Linked DNA regions of Rattus norvegicus: all the other regions are linked to region 1. The links are chromatin contacts, called in public Hi-C and HiChIP or PLAC-seq maps. All regions are on one chromosome and are shown on one strand. Each heading gives the region's core, a stretch centred on a gene start, on an enhancer-like site or on the middle of the called end of the contact. The rest is flanking DNA. Distances are from core to core; before and after follow the strand shown. Region 1 has its middle 120 kb from the start of Ier5l. Region 2 overlaps C3h9orf50 (similar to human chromosome 9 open reading frame 50). Region 3 has its middle 49 kb from the start of C3h9orf50. Region 4 overlaps Ptpa (protein phosphatase 2 phosphatase activator).

What was found. A called contact is a pair of places that touch in the nucleus more often than the background predicts. HiChIP or PLAC-seq counts read pairs in DNA pulled down with a chosen protein or histone mark.
Region 2: a Hi-C map of Schwann cells shows a contact between it and region 1, with 12 times the contacts expected there. The contact joins two enhancer-like sites. A contact is called at or near these places in 7 of 12 Hi-C or Micro-C datasets (the A7r5 cell line, Schwann cells, frontal cortex and 4 more) and 1 of 1 datasets of contacts at active chromatin or transcription factors (oligodendrocytes).
Region 3: a Hi-C map of the A7r5 cell line shows a contact between it and region 1, with 2.3 times the contacts expected there. The contact joins two enhancer-like sites. A contact is called at or near these places in 2 of 12 Hi-C or Micro-C datasets (the A7r5 cell line and mammary epithelial cells) and 1 of 1 datasets of contacts at active chromatin or transcription factors (oligodendrocytes).
Region 4: a contact with region 1 is called in an H3K27ac HiChIP or PLAC-seq map of oligodendrocytes, with 4 times the contacts expected there. The contact joins two enhancer-like sites. A contact is called at or near these places in 1 of 12 Hi-C or Micro-C datasets (mammary epithelial cells) and 1 of 1 datasets of contacts at active chromatin or transcription factors (oligodendrocytes).

The regions. Positions count from the first base shown.
Region 1 is chr3:34,266,091-34,269,871 of GRCr8, reverse strand. No RefSeq gene overlaps it. Among named protein-coding and RNA genes, the nearest start is that of Ier5l, 120 kb to the right of the region's middle. Within about 2 kb of position 1,926, at least 62 of the 93 cell types and tissues checked have an H3K27ac peak or open chromatin away from gene starts, as enhancers often do. A contact at or near this core is called in the A7r5 cell line and Schwann cells, where this site is marked.
Region 2 is chr3:34,475,786-34,479,566 of GRCr8, reverse strand. C3h9orf50 (similar to human chromosome 9 open reading frame 50) reads left to right here. Exons shown (of 6, transcript NM_001100979.1): 4 at 64-229; 5 at 345-519; 6 at 829-1,042. The coding sequence ends at 936. Among named protein-coding and RNA genes, the nearest start is that of C3h9orf50, 7.1 kb to the left of the region's middle. Within about 2 kb of position 1,971, at least 35 of the 93 cell types and tissues checked have an H3K27ac peak or open chromatin away from gene starts, as enhancers often do. A contact at or near this core is called in the A7r5 cell line and Schwann cells, where this site is marked.
Region 3 is chr3:34,434,100-34,437,880 of GRCr8, reverse strand. No RefSeq gene overlaps it. Among named protein-coding and RNA genes, the nearest start is that of C3h9orf50, 49 kb to the left of the region's middle. Within about 2 kb of position 1,895, at least 36 of the 93 cell types and tissues checked have an H3K27ac peak or open chromatin away from gene starts, as enhancers often do. A contact at or near this core is called in the A7r5 cell line, where this site is marked.
Region 4 is chr3:34,109,585-34,113,365 of GRCr8, reverse strand. Ptpa (protein phosphatase 2 phosphatase activator) reads right to left here. Exons shown (of 10, transcript NM_001108577.2): 8 at 3,771-3,781. Among named protein-coding and RNA genes, the nearest start is that of Ptpa, 24 kb to the right of the region's middle. Within about 2 kb of position 1,620, at least 83 of the 93 cell types and tissues checked have an H3K27ac peak or open chromatin away from gene starts, as enhancers often do.

The sequences.
Region 1 (3,781 bases), core at 677-3,176:
AGCATTTGTCAGTGACTTTAGTGAAGGAGGCAGACAAATGGATCCCTGAGCTAAGCAGTGAGCTTCAGGCTCAGTTGAGAGCCCTTGTCTGAAAAGACAAGGCAGAGGGTGATTGAGGCAGACACCTCTGGTCTCTGTGTAAACGCATATCCCTTGAACACATGCACATACTCCCCAACATGCACACACACAAGTGCCACATGCACAAGCAAAGGTCAACTTCCATCCAATTTCCCGGTAAGCAAGGAAACCGTTGGGGTGAGAAGGCTCTGTAAGAGGAGTGGGATGGACACCAGTCAAAGGGACAAGGGAAGGGTGGTCTCAAGCAGCTATGTCATACAGCTGTCAGAAGCTGGGTTCTCCAGAAGGACAAGTCTACGGCTGCTTCCTGGCAAGTGGGCTACCCTCCTTGACTCTTTGTTGGTCAGCAAGGCTGGGGCTGGGGCAGGAGACTGACGGGAAGTAGTGGTGAATAACACAGGGGGTGAGGATGGGCTCTGGGGCTGGTAGCATAGGCTCAGGATGACTTTCCAGGTCAAAGCTGAGGCCAGCACTGAATGCCCAGATGCCCCATGGGAAGCTGCCACCTGTCACCCCGTTGGGGGTCTTCATTAGGATAAGAAATAAACAGGGCTGTGGGGTGGGGGACAGTTACAGGGCTGTCACAGCACTGGAAGTCACAGAGAAACTGTTTAAATCAAGACCCCCTGGCTCGCTGGGCTTGGAAGGTCTCAGGGTAGCTGTTCCAGCACCTTCTCTAGCCCTTGGATTCCCTTTCATCTTCATCACTCAGTCAGGGAGGCCTGGGTGGCTCCAATCTGGGCACTCTCAAGCCTTGCTCGACGCCTTGCCTTAGTTTGCCCATCTATAGGTCGCCAATAACAACAATGCTTGCTAAGGGCTGTTGTAGGGGTTGCTGGGATCTTTGTGGGGTGATCACAACCAGGAGCCAGGTCCAGTGTGAGCTACTCATTCCTACCTGTCCCCCTCCCCCGGGCACTTTGCGTCCTCCCAGTCCAAGGGTGGCATCTCCTGGGTGTTGTATGAGAAGCCCGGGGCCCTACAGGGCTGAGGATGGCTGGTTGCCTATTGGCTGAGGCTCCTGCTTGCTTTAGGCCTGTAGCTGCCTGAGATCCCTTACCCTGTCTGGCTTCTTAGAGCACAGAGCAAGTTGCCTTTGGAGAGCTATGGGCTGGAGAGCAATGGGCTAGCTTTTGTGGTTCCTGTCCTCCCTGGGCTCACAGTCTGATTGTGAGTCGGGAAACCAGAGACTGCAGCAGGATGGCTAGGGCATGAGGGACTTCCTAGAGAAGATGCTCAGAGGAGGGGCAGGGGAGATAAAGGTAGCAGAAGTTGCTCGAAGCACCCAAGAGGTGCAGGGGCTCACTGTGTCCCCACGGACACTGTGGGTCAGGACAGAGCCGTACATGAGTTCACACACGGGGACCAGGATCTTCTGGGCCCTGGTTTGGGTTGGATAATCAAGAGGAACCATTGCTCGCAAAATCCCTGGCACCCGTGAAGACATAAAGCAGGTTCTACCATCACCACCCCCATTTTACGTATGAAGAAACTGAGGTTCAGGGAGGACAGCAGCACACTCCTGGTCCTGCTGGTTGGTCTATCTCTAGAGAAACCTAGGACTGACCTGGGTGTGGCCTCTCCAGATCTGGAAGGGACTAGGGACCAGGGACTGGGAGTTGGGATAGAGGAGTAGAGGAACTGAAGGGGTGAGCAGCAAAAACCACACAAAATCCTACTAGTACTAGGCAGAGAGATAGAGGAATGTGGGTGGGGACAGGGTCAGTCGAGGAGAGGCCTGGAACCCCCAGAGTCCCGGATAGTTCCCTCTCCCTCCCAGGTGCGACCCCTCAACTTCCCGGAAGACACCACCCCCAGCTGGGCGGGGAGAAGGCCCACCGCCCCCCGAGCCGCCCAATCAGAGGCACTCCCAGTCTGATGGCGGAGGCGCGGGCTGAGGGTTCCCCCGGGCCTTCGGGGGAGCCCGGGGACCTGACCCCGACTCGATGCCCCCGGCCCCCGCCCCCCAGCCTCATTAGCACCGACGCCGGTCGTCTCCCCTAGCTTTCCGGTGGCTCCAGAATTTAAAGGTTAAATCCTAACCTCATCTCAGCAGTTTCTCCGGGCTTTGCCTACCCAGCGCCAGTTGCTGGTAATTATATGCATCTCCGAGCAGCCAATCAGCTGTCAGACTGACAGATACTGATCTTTTCGTTTTATTTTTAGCTCTGTGCTTCCCCCTCTAGTTGCAAAAAAAAATTCTGTTTGTTCTGAAAGCCGCTGCCTGCAGCCCTGCAGCCTGCTCTCATCTCTCTTACAGCCAGGCGCGAGCAGGCGGCCACTAAGGATGAAGCCTCCATCCCTGCTCCAAAGCAAGGACAAAACGGCCTCTGTCCCCAGCTAAGGACCCGGCTAGGATGAAACCGGGCTGCTGCACAGGGCCGAGGCGTCCTCGGACGCACAGCTATGGGAGAGAAGATGGCCTTGGTTGCGGCATGGAATAGAGGCATGGAATAGAAACAAATCCTGTCGGTGGCGCCCGGAGGCTAGGAGAGGGGCAAAGACAAACAGACCGGCAGAGCTAGACTGAGAGTGGAGGGGATTACACAAGCCAGTGACCCCAGAAAAGCAATCACCTCAAAAACTGAACAGGAAAGGGGCCCAGAGTCTGCCCTAGAGGGCTCAGTAGAGGCTTCTAGCCTAGTTTTGCAGGGGCAGACCATGCCAGGCACACTGGACCACCCTTTCTAAGTCACCTGCCACGGGAAAGGCCAATGATATGCCCCCCCTGGAGTCCTTTTATGGATCGTTCTAGAAGGCTGTATGGGCCTCCCAGGAGGCCCCTGGTCACACAGCAGATTTTGGAGAGGCCAGCGCTGAGGGGTAGAAATCATCAGGGCTATTCTTTCTGTGTCACAGCACTCTATAGTTTATAGAATTTCCCCCTTGTGCCTCAACACTCTGCCCCATACCCATGCTTGGCCACAGATACAGAGAAGCTGGCCAGCCAGGACAGGGCAAGGGTCCCATTATGTCCACTTCTCTCAGGAGGTAGAAGGGCAGTGTGGCTTTCAGGTTAGAATCCCAGCCACAGAGGCCTGGTTTACGGCCAGGTCACCGTTTACCAGCTCTGGGACCCTACACCACTACAAGCTCTCAAAGCTGCAATATTCCCATCCGTAAAGTGGGTCTCAGTCGTACCTGCACCTCCTGGAGGGACTCTGGGGGAGTAAATGGTCACTCTTGGCTCCAGCACCCCCCAGGGCCTAACACTCTAGGAGCATCATTAGGTCCTCTGTTTGATAGACGGGGAAACTGAGGTTCGTCTGACTCTTAATTGGCAGATCTGGGGCTAGAACTCTCCCCTCCCTTTTTGGCTTCCTATTCTCTGACACCACAGATGGTGTGCTGAGAAGAAGGCTGAGGAAAAGCGAGGAGAAGGGAATTAGGAGACCCAACGAGACGGCGGGAGGGAGGAACAACCAGATCAATTACTTGCGCTATAAATTCTGCTGTTTTGCAAAGTGAGCACACAACCAGAGAGGCAGGGATCCCGGTAGGACCTGGATGGAGCTGAGCATGCAGCACCCCAAGCTGCCTTCCTCCTGTGCTGGGGGGCAGAGATAGGAAGGAGGAGCTGCCGGTTGGGGTGCTGTGGAGGTTGAGGGCCCACAAGTGGGGAGCAGAGGACAGAATGGCCTTGAGTTCTTGGGGAAGCCAGCCTCCCTGCCCCTCTCTAGCAGCATTCCTCTCTGTGCTG
Region 2 (3,781 bases), core at 722-3,221, 210 kb before region 1:
CATATCAGTATGCCCCTCCCTGGGGGAGGGGACAGGGAACTCACTCTGCTCTCTCTCTTCTAGTCCGGCAGAATATCTTACCGAGCGAGCAGACGGCTTTGCCAGCTGTATCTGTGTCAGAGCGAGTGCTTGGGAGTGTTGGGAGATGGTTGGACAGTCTGCCCAGAGCCCTTCAACCCAGGGTCCAAGACACCGCGGCTAGCTCCTCATGCTGGAACTGCCCCCGCGAGTGAGGCTCTGGGTAGAGAAAGCAGGAGGGTTGTGGTCTAGGTCCTCCGGGGACGAAGTGCAGATGGGCCTGGAACTCAGGGTCGAAAAGCTATAGGCTCCTCTCCCCTCACCAGGTCAGCTCAGGAACCACAGCTCTACCTTTCTGAGGATGCCACCGTGAGCAGCCGCCTACCCTTCATCTCCAGGGCCACCGCCCCAAGGCCAAGGGGAGGCCTAAGAACCTTCCTGGACACCCCTAACAATCCGGAGCAGGTGGGCAAATCGCCCTGTCCCGGGAGCCAGAAGCTGGTGAGCAGCCCAGGGCAGCTGGCCAGCAGAAGCACCAGCCCTCAGTGACTCTGCAGGGGAGCCTCTCTGTTGGATTTGTGTGGCCTGGCCTCCCTCGGTGTGGAGCGGAGGGGGAGGAAGTCCTTGAGCCTGGCTAGTGAGTGGGTGGGCTGTGCTTCAGTCTAGACCAACTGCAGGGAGGGACCACCTGCCGCCACGCCCCACCCCCGGGCCCCGGGGACCTGTCTCCTCCCACCTGGGCTCCCAGGGAACCTGTCTGCTCCCCGTCTCCTCCCTGGGCTCCCCTCAGCAGTGCCTTGCTCCCTCTAGGAATCCTTTCTGCCCAGTTTGGTGCTGCAGACCGTTCTAAAGCAAGGCCGCCCTAAGGGCTACCAGCTCCTTCTGCCGACCACAAACCGGCAGCAGGCTCACAGGTGAATGCCTGCCAGAGGCCCCCCTGCTCAGAAGTGTACCCATGCCAGGCAATGAGGAGAGTGCTTCTTCGCCCCACAAATAAACACACCTCCCAGGTGGCTGGGATGGATCACTAGGTCCTCCAGTATGAGCCATTCTGGGTGCCTGATTGGGGACCACTTGGATTCCTGGGTGGGGGAGATTAGGGCGGATTCACAGCTGGGATGAGGCTGGTGATATGGGGGGGGACAGGGCACCCGAGGGGCTCAGCTTGTCCTAAGGGATGCTTTCCCAAGGGGTGGGGGGCACTCACTACACAACCTCAAACCTAAATCAACCCATACCTGAAGCAGACCCCCAGCCATGACCTCAGCCTAGGAGAGTGGATAAACAACTTGTCTTTAGCGCCAGAGGCTTCTCTGCCCAACTTTTAGTAGAGGGTATGGGTATCTAGACCCCAGCCCAGGAAAAAGAGGCCTGTGTATGGGTAATTCTTAGTCCTTTTAGCCTGATGCAGTTCAGATCCACATGGGGAAGTGGCCTGAGTCAAGGTGGCAGGCGCCTCCTAGCATTTATCTGCTGCACTAACCTAGACACTGACATACACCCAAGTGCCCCATCACTCCATGTCCCAACCCCTGGGGGAAGCCTGGGAGCCAGCCCTCCCTCTTTGGAGTTTCACCTTGTTCTTGCGCTCTGGCCAGGTCTTTATCGCCACCTGCTGGCCCTTGAAGAAACGGCTCGGACTCGGCGCGGAGTGGAGTCTAACTGGGAGGACCGAATGCTGGGGGTTTGGGCTGGACTGGGCCGGTCATCTTAGGGACCAGATGGGCTGGGGATGATGAAGGGCTGAAGAAAGGTAGATCCGGACCCGGTATGCGACGCGATGCGTCAACGTCATCTGCGCTGGGCTGGAGCGGGCCTCGGTCCCTTTCTGGGCTTTCAGGCTGAGACCCAGGACGTGGAATTCTGGAGTGCTGCGCACCGCGGGTGCGGGTTCTGCCTCTGTTTCCCCGGCCGCCTGCAGCGCCGCGCCGCACCGCGCGGGGGCAGTGTTGGCCTGGCTTTGCGCCGCGAAACTTCAGCTCTAGTCCGGTGTTGAAAACTTTCCCTTAGGCAGTGCTCGCTGTGATCCCTGAATCCTGGGTTCTGCGCTCCCCACTGTGGGGAACTCGGCCTCCAGTCTGCAACCGGGAGACCTGACCTTCACGGAGAGGCTGGTAACGCACAGAACAGACCCATGCAAGGAAAAAATCTTGGAGGTCGAAGTAGGACACACCACAGAGACCCCACACACAGAGGACAGCACATACTCACCACCACCTGGAGACCCCACACACAGGGAGAACACACAGACAGGCACACCATACGACACCAATAGAGACCCCACACACGTAGAAAACCATACCACAGATGTTCACAGCAGACACAGTCCAGGTACATAACACACACTGTATATACAACATGTACAGATACCACACATGGAGAAGCACACACCACACACACACACACACACACACACACACACACACACACAACTGATACACATGGACACAGGCACACATGTAACAACACATCATACACATGGAAAAACAGACACAAAGAGGTACTCGCACACATACCACATAAACACAGATACACACAGCACATGATACATGGGACCATACACATGGCACACAGACGTCCTCCCACACGGGGAAGCCAGGCATACTTACCCCAGAAAGAATGCACACACAGCCCATTCCACACACAGAGGTAACACACTTCAGAGCTTGTGTTGCACACTGAAGTATGTACCATGGACCTCTGGAGGACCAGGGTCCTAGAGGACTTCAGAAGTGTCATCAGCCTACACCCACAACATGGCAGTTCGTGTGGTGCCTGAACTTAGGTGACCAAGAAGGGGCTGGGAATGCTGAAACTGGGAAAAGACCCCTTTCAAACAACCTAGGTCTTTCCTCAGAGTGATTCCATTCTCCTTCCCAGAGCCTGTACTGAACCTTTTTGTCTGGATGGTTGAGCAGGGCCTCACTGTGGACCTGGTCTGTGATCACTCTGTGATCACTCCAGGCTGGCCTGGAACTCAGAGATCTGCCCGCCTTTGCCCACCTCAGTGTTAGGATTAAAGTGTGTGCCACCATGCCTGCCATGCCTCGTGGGGCCTTTAAAGGTGGCCCCCAGGCACAGGGGAGCTGGGGGAAAATCCTAGCTTTGGGTCCCTTTCCAGTAGCATAGTGGGTGTGGTAGCCGTGTACCATGTGCTTTAGGGCTGGTCTGTTCCTCTCCCGGGTGAGGCCTTCCCAACTCTCTCATCTCCCTGATCACCACCACAGACTATATCTCTTGGGCCAAGTCAAGTAGGGCATGGGAACTAGGCTCGTTGACAGATGCAGGGTGTCCCCACTCTGACAGGAAGCCCTGCCCCTTTCTCTGGAATGTTCTCTGCCTTGTGAGTCTTTGTACCCTGGTGGTGACTCATTAGCCCTAGAAGTGAGGGCTGCTGCTTACACTGCCATGTGTGAGGAGCTGGGTCTGGTCCCCACAGTGTGGGCAGGAGAGATGGCTCAGTGGTTAAGAGCACTTGCTGCTCTCTCAGAGGTCCTGGGTTTGGTTTCCAGCACCCACATCAGTTCACAACTGCCTGTACCTTCTCTTCTGGACTCTGCAGTAACTTCACTCACGTTCATTCACATGCGTGCATGCTCACGGGCACATTTGCATGTGCACACACAAACACAATTTTAAAAAAAAATTTTTTTTTTTCCCTGACGGTGTCACATTATGTAGCTCTGGTTGTCCTGGAACTCACTCTACAGACCAGGCTGACTTTGAACTTAGAGATCCTCTTGCCTCCGCCTCCCGAGTGCTG
Region 3 (3,781 bases), core at 646-3,145, 170 kb before region 1:
TCCAGTGTCAGCAAGGGGGGTGAGGTCCAGCAGGAGAGGATGCAGGGGAAGACAGGACCGCGGTTCAGGACACCCGCCCTCCTCCAGTAAAGCCGGTCACAGTCACTGCCCCAGCCCAGTTTTACATGACAACTCAGTTACAAGGTCCTGTGTGGTTCCAACTGTCACGTGCTTGCCCATGGATACCTGCCTATGAGTGGTGGGCAACTGAGGCCGGCACAGTGTCAGTGGCAAAACTGCCAGCTCCTACAGCTCAGCAAGGAGTCTGCCTCTGAAGGTCCTGCAGGCTGGCCTTATGGTGGGGTGCAGGGCTTCTCTCTGTCTGGTGCATTCTGAGAGAATGCTCAAAGCCCAGAATCCACTATCTGGCTCGCCCCAAAACTGTCACAGGCACCACCAGGAAAGGAAGCTGCAGGAAAGCTGGGAACCCAAGGTCAGTCTGAGGTCAGACCCTGTCCAGCCTAATTATTCATTAACTGAGCAAGTCAGGGCACTGAGTTAATGGCCTGTGGAGAGCTGGGGGAAATTCTTCCTGGGAAGGCAGAAGGACCAGCAAGAAAGGGAAGCCTACATGTGAAGGAGGGGCTGTCAGTCATTCACACACACACACACACATACACACACACACACACACACACACACACCACATACACCACACATACACACCACACACCACACACACACACCACACACACCATACACAGACACACCACACACACACACCACACATACACACATCACACACACACACCACACACACACACACCCCACACCCCACAAACATACCACACACACTATACACATACACACACACAACACACACACAACACACACACCACACCACCACACCACACACACACAGTACACACAGTGCACACACTACACACACACACACCACAAACACACCACGCACACTATACACATACATACACACACACCACACACACACACACCACGCACACTATACACATATACACACACCACACACACACACACACCACAAACACACCACACACACTATACACATACACACACCACACACCACACACACACACCACAAACACACCACGCACACTATACACATACACACACCACACACCACACACACACACCACACACACCACACACCACACCATACACACACACACATACACACACACACATGCCACTCTGTCTAGCAATGGCAGGGCCCTTGAAGTCTGGCTGGAGGAATTAATGATTTAGGGACCACCAAAGAGTGCTCTGTCTGTGGCAGAGGGTATATGGGTCCAGTTGGTGACTTGGCCTGGAGAGGCGGCAAAGACTTGCAGACCCTGTCCCACCTCACTCAGCCCATTGCCCATGGCACACTCTGTTCCTCGGGTTGGTGGCAGCAAGCCAGCCTCCATCCACATCAGGGATTGTCTCCGGTGTCAAGGTCTCCCTGAACCTCCAATTGTCTGCTCCAGCACCTTGTTCGCAGACATGGTCATTCCGAAGGGGCCGAAGAGGCAAGCCATGAAGGGTGGGCTGGGGGAGACAGAACCTCTGGCCTGGGAGCCCAGGAAGGGCTAAGAGAGCCAGGGAGCAGCTGGGGGCTTGTCCTGCCCTCCGAGTTGCTGAGGATAGGGAGGAGGATGAAGAGAAAGGGTTGGGAAGAGGTGAGCTCTTGGGGGAGCAGGGAGTTGTCTCTTGGTGACACTTGAGTCACTACGTGTATAGCTGTGAAGATGGTCACCCTGTGTCTAAGAAGCTGCTGAAGAAAGCCAGATCCCCCCAGTTGCTTCTACCAGGTGAGGCAAGTGTGGGGTGTGGCCCCTTAGTTTCATGGCCACACCCTCCTTCCTCTATCTCCACTGCTGGGAACTGCTGGGCAGCTTTAGACAAAGAAGGTTTTTATTAAAATGCAAATGAACTTTCACAGCCCAATCCAGCTCCTGGGGTTTGAGGGTATAATCCTAACCCGGCATTCCCTCCCAGCCTCAGGCCTGGCCTCACGGAACAGTCTTGGCCACCGGGGTGATGGAGTACCTGTCACGTCTCCAGTTTCTCTCTGCTAAATCTGACCCTTCCTAGTGAGCCACTCAGAATCTCGCTCAGGTTGGAACCCCAAGAAGGCGGGCAGAGGGGACCTAAGTCTTTTGCCTCTCCTTCTGAGGTCACAGGGGCTACAGAACGGAGCAGCTGTAACCCCAGCCTAAGGATCAGGAGAAACTTTAGTGGCGGCCTAGGGCTGGGCTTCTCCCAACAGAGGTGGGAGGAGGGGCTGTTTGTTCAACCCCGAGAGAGGGCGGAGGTGAGATTTCAAAGCCTTCACCATTTGTTAGCCTTCTCTGGGCCCAGGCTGCATTCCAGACCTGAGGGGGTCCTGCCCCTGAGAAACCCAGGAGAATCTGGTTACAGCCCAGCTGTGGAGCCCGGCCCAGCGGACAGTCTGGTTGCTGCTTCTGGCAACAGTCCAACTCCCGCCCCCTACCCGGGAACTGACAAAGCTCGCTTAGGCTCCTGGAAGAAAGGGAGCCGTACAGCACTTTGCAGATAACATCATCTGGGATTCCCCTGACCCCCCGGGCCTGAAACTGTTGCTACTACTGTGGATCTGATCTCTGCCCTGCCAAACCTGGTCAGGAATTTGGAGGAAGTGGGTGGGCTGGACTGACTTCTTTGCTGCACAGCTCAAACCATGGTTTCTTTTCTTTTTTCTTTTTTTAAAAGATTTATTCATTTATTATATATAAGTACACTGTAGCTGTCTTCAGATACACCAGAAGAGGGCATCGGATCTCTTTATAGATGGTTGTGAGCCACCATGTGGTTGCTGGGAATTGAACTCAGGACCTCTGGAAGAGCAGTCGGGTGCTCTTAACCACTGAGCCATCTCTCCAGCCCTCTTTTCTTTATTTACACATTTGGTTACTTTTTTTTTTTTTGGTTCTTTTTTTCGGAGCTGGGGATGGTTACTTTTTGAGACGGGATCTCTTGTAGCCCAGGCTGGCCTCCAACTTGATACTTGTTAAGGTGACCTTGAACTTCTGATCCTACTGCCCCTACCCTCCCCACCACTGGCATTGGTGGTACTTGGCATGTGCTGTCCTTTCCCTGTGCTTCACTGACTGACAAGTGGTCAGGCAAACATTTGTGCGTGCATGTATACTTGGGGAACCCTGCTGGGCTAGGAGTACAGTCTTTCCACCTCCCAACCCCATAGGGGCTTCCTGCAAGGGGGACTCTGGCTTGGAAACCAAGCTTGGGTATAAACCAAGTGGGTTCCAAAGAGAGGGGGGAATATGGGCGATTCAGACCCTTGTCTCCGGGCAATGGCTGGCTAACAGTGCTGTGTTCTGGGTCAGCGAGGCAGGGATTCCGTGTGGTAGTGATCACTGTGTTTGTCTGAAGTAAAGGTATGATAAATAGACACAAGACCGTGGGTTCTGCGCTGGAGAGATGGCTCGGCAATTAAGAGCGCTGGCTGCTCTTCCAGAGGTCCTGAGTTCAATTCCCAGCAACCACTTGGTGGCTCACAACCATCTGTAATGGAATCCAATGCCCTCTTCTGGTGTGTTTGAAGACAGCAACAGAGTAAATAAGTCTTAAAAATAAAATAAAATAAAATAAAAAAGACCTTGGTTTCCACACGCAATTCCCAGCACCCACATAGTGGCTCAAACAGCCTGTGATTCCAGTTCTAGGGGATCAGATGATCAGATGACCTCTTCTGACCTTGTCAGTCACCAGCCACAGACCTGACATTCATGTAGACAAAATTCCTATACCCTAGAAAGTAAATAAATAAAATTAATTA
Region 4 (3,781 bases), core at 371-2,870, 160 kb after region 1:
CAGAGGCCACCTAGGTTCTACCTCTGCTCTCTTGCACTATGGAGATACACACACACACACACACACACACACACACACACACACACGGGCTTGGCCCCCAAGGCTTGCTGAAAAAATATAACCTCTGTCACCCACTCCTCTCTTTCACACAGACAAAACAGAGGCTTTGTTCCTATCAAATTTAGCAACCTAGGAAAACAATATGTCCACCCTGAGAGGGTAGAATGTGTTCCTATCCAGACAGCAGGCAGGCTCCCTTCCCCCTCTGTACCTGTCAAGAGGACAGGAAGGGGCTGTGGGAGACTCCACATCAGTACAGGAGGAGTGTTTGTTTAGCAAGGTCAAGAGTAGGGCAGAAGGGCCACAGCAACAAGAGGAGCAGGCACATGGACAGTCCACCAGTGCAGTTCTTCCTCAAACCCTGACTGCAGGAAGGCAGAGAAGCACTGTCACAGTCCAATGCTGTTCCTAGGGCATCAGAGGCACAGCCCGGGGACAGGGAAGGAAGCCTTTGTCCTGAGTACATTCTGCCTGCCACTGAGAGCTCAGGGCCAGTGCACTGGTGTTTATTAGCTCAGTGCGTCCTCCTCACTCCCTGCCCAGGTCCCAGGCAGCCCCGCACTACAGAGAAAGACCGACAAGCCCAGGGAGTCTGCCAAGGAAGCAGAGCCTTGGACCTTGGCGACTGAGAAGGTGGGTGGGTGAGGTGGGGCAGGCTCCGGGAGGAGACAGGATAAGCCAGACTCTCCTCACAGGAGGACATCACAGGCCACTCTACTGCTGTAGCCTTACTTGGTGGTCCCACTCCCACAGGCCTCCAGTTCTGGGAAGGGCAGTTTCTAGATTTAAATTAGAAATGCTGCCATCTTTCCATAGCACCTCCCTTCCCTAGCAAAAATCACCAATGAGAGCCTGTCTCAGAGGCCCCGCCCCAGTGCTGAGGGCAGGTTTCCAAAGCCTGCCCTGCTCCCTCCCAGGCACCTGTGGAGTCTTTCCTTGACCACAGGCACCAAAACTTACAGTGCCCTCGGCTTCCCCAGATCTATCACAACCCTCCCAAAGACTCCGCCCTCTGTCTCTCTACTTCCAACCCTGAGTCTGCACACTGCAGGCTGGACCCCTGAGCCAATTACCAGGGGCTCTGTCGCACAGCAGGTGCTCCAGGGCTGGCTCTGCAAGGGCCCTGGAACAGATAAAGGATGCTAAGATCCTGCCTGGGGACCAGCCTGCCTGGGGGGCCAGCCTGCCTGGGGACCAGCCTGCCTGGGGACCAGCCTCACTCACTAGCAAGGGATACTCAGAAAGGGCTGTCTGGCAGACAGCAGAGCTAGAGGCAGGCCCAGTATGTCCCCTGAGAGGCCACCGCACCCTCAAGGCCTTCAGGGCCTCAGGACTCCTAAGTCCTTCAGAAGGAGGTTCTGCAACTCAGAGAAAGAAAAAAAAAATGAGGGAGAAAAAGAAATTGGGGGTGAGAAGACAAAAAAAAAAAAAAAAATCAGTTCATTCTAGCCACAAAGGGAGAAGAGAAAGAGCGAGAACAAGCAAGCAACTGCAGTCCCGCAGTGACCCCAGGGGAATCGTGTGAGTCAGAGCAGCCATATTGAGCAGGAAATTACTCACAGACGCTGCGTTCCTGCCTCTCCACTCCCCAGAGAATCGGCCTTTTGTAAATGGTTCCTCTGTCAGTAACTGAGGGGGATGGGCGGGGTGGGGGAGGCTCAGCACAGCGCCTTCCTGTCAGCTCCTTCCCTTCCAGCTGAAATCTGATCCCTCCCTTCCCAAAACTCCAAATTTAGAAGCCAGATTGAAACTGAAATTCTTTTCCTGCCTGCCCTGGGCTCTTAAAGGCGCCAGGGCTACATTTCTGAAAGCAGCAGTAGCCCTGTATGGTGGGTTTCCTCCCTTGTCATGCCCAGGGCTATCAAAGCAGTCCTGACACAAGACCCAGCAAAGAGAAGTGGTTTCCTTCCCAACTTCCTTGGGTTTTGTGTGACCAGTAAAGACTGCAGGTCTCCCTGACCAAAAGTCCGAGCATACTGTAGGCTTGAGACCTGGGGTCTGGGTAAAGCCACTCACTTAACTGATGGGGGTTATAAATAAAAACTGCCAACTTCATGACGTGCAGGGGTGGGGGGAAATATCTATATATCTGTATCCATATCTCTGTCTGTCTAGCTATCTATCTGTGAACAGCAGCGGCAGAGCTGCTACAACTGCCCAACCCAAGCAGGCAGACCGCCCTTGCTCCCACAGTGCCTAGCAACCACCCAGAGCTTGACTGACCCCAGAGCCTGGAACCAAGAGAAAAGCAAGCCTTGCAGAGAAGGTGCACAACAGCCAGAAAGCTGCCTCTCCCTCTTCCTACCTCCGTCACTGAAAGCCACCTGAGCTCAGCGCACTTTAGCGCCTCCTTGTGGTTATTTGGGCTACCTTCCTTGGGGTCCTCCAGCCCAAACTTTGGGGAAAGCTTTTGGGGTTTTATACCAGCAGGAAACAGACACATGCACACTAAATCTGAGCACAGGATCGATCACTAGTCTCTGAGGCCCAGCCGCGCTAGCCTCCTTGTTGGAATCACTGACAGGGGCGCAGGGGCTTGGCCAGCCGCCAGAGGAAGCAGTAACAGCTTAGGCTTCTGCCTCAAGCAGCAAGCGCTGCACAATCTGCAGCTCCTTCCCACCCAGTCCTGCCCTCTCACCCTAGAGCCTCCCCATCCCCTCACTGCACGATGAAGTCCTGTAGAGCTGTCTTTCACAGCAGTGAGCCAGGCTGCCCCCAGTCCTTCTGACCTTGAGCTGCCACACTGCTGAAGGCAGCACATCTCTAAGAACCAAGTAGTGGCTGGCCAGCCGTCAGTCCTGGCTCCATTTGCTGACTTGGAAAAAATGTGTCATTCCCCTCTGGCCCCTGGAGCTTGGCACAACCCTGAGGCAAATGCTGACCAGAAGGAACCTAGAGTCAAGGCTGCTAACCAGGCTTTTCCCTGCTCAGAAGCTCAGAACAGGGAGCCAAGAGAGTGGTGTTCATGAGCAGGAGACCACGTGTAATCCACAGGGCAAACATATAGGGGCGTGGAAAGAGAAGACAGGACTGTGTAAACTTGGGATGGGTGAGACTGACTTGAGAGGTACAGGTAGAGCGAACCAAAGGTTCTAATACTTCCTAGAAGCAAGGCCCTGAGACTGTGGGCCCTTGAGAAGATTCTGAGAGAGAAAGCTGGTGTGGGCCCAAAGCCATGGATTTTCAGTCCCTGGGCCACCTTGAGACCATACTGTGGAGAATCCTGCCTCAGTGAGACAAGAGCTTCCAGTCAGGGAATGTGCCAGGTGGTGAGGGCCCAGTGACCGCCTCCACAGGCCGCTTGTTGTCATCTCTTAAACACCACCGAGGCAGAGACAAACTACTCCCAGCACTTCCGCTCCTCTCAGGATTTCAACCTGAGTCCATAAACACAGGGCTCTAGAGACTCACTGCACCCCTAATACAATGCATGGCACCCTTTAAGTCTGCTTCGAGGCCACCAAGTCTAGCTGACAACTACAACTTAACTCATCAGCCCATGGGAGCCGAGTGTGGTGGCTTATTTCTAACCCCAGTCATGAGGCTGAAGCGGGAAGACTATCATGAATTTAAGGCCAGTTTGGGCAGCAGAGTGAGGATCCAACTCAAACGTAACAAAGAAAGGGTCCTCCTGGTTCTGGGAGAAGGCGGCAGCTGGGCAAAGGAGCCCAGCCGCTGAGGTGCCTAACAGAGGCTGGTGTGGCTCTCACCTCGGTGATGA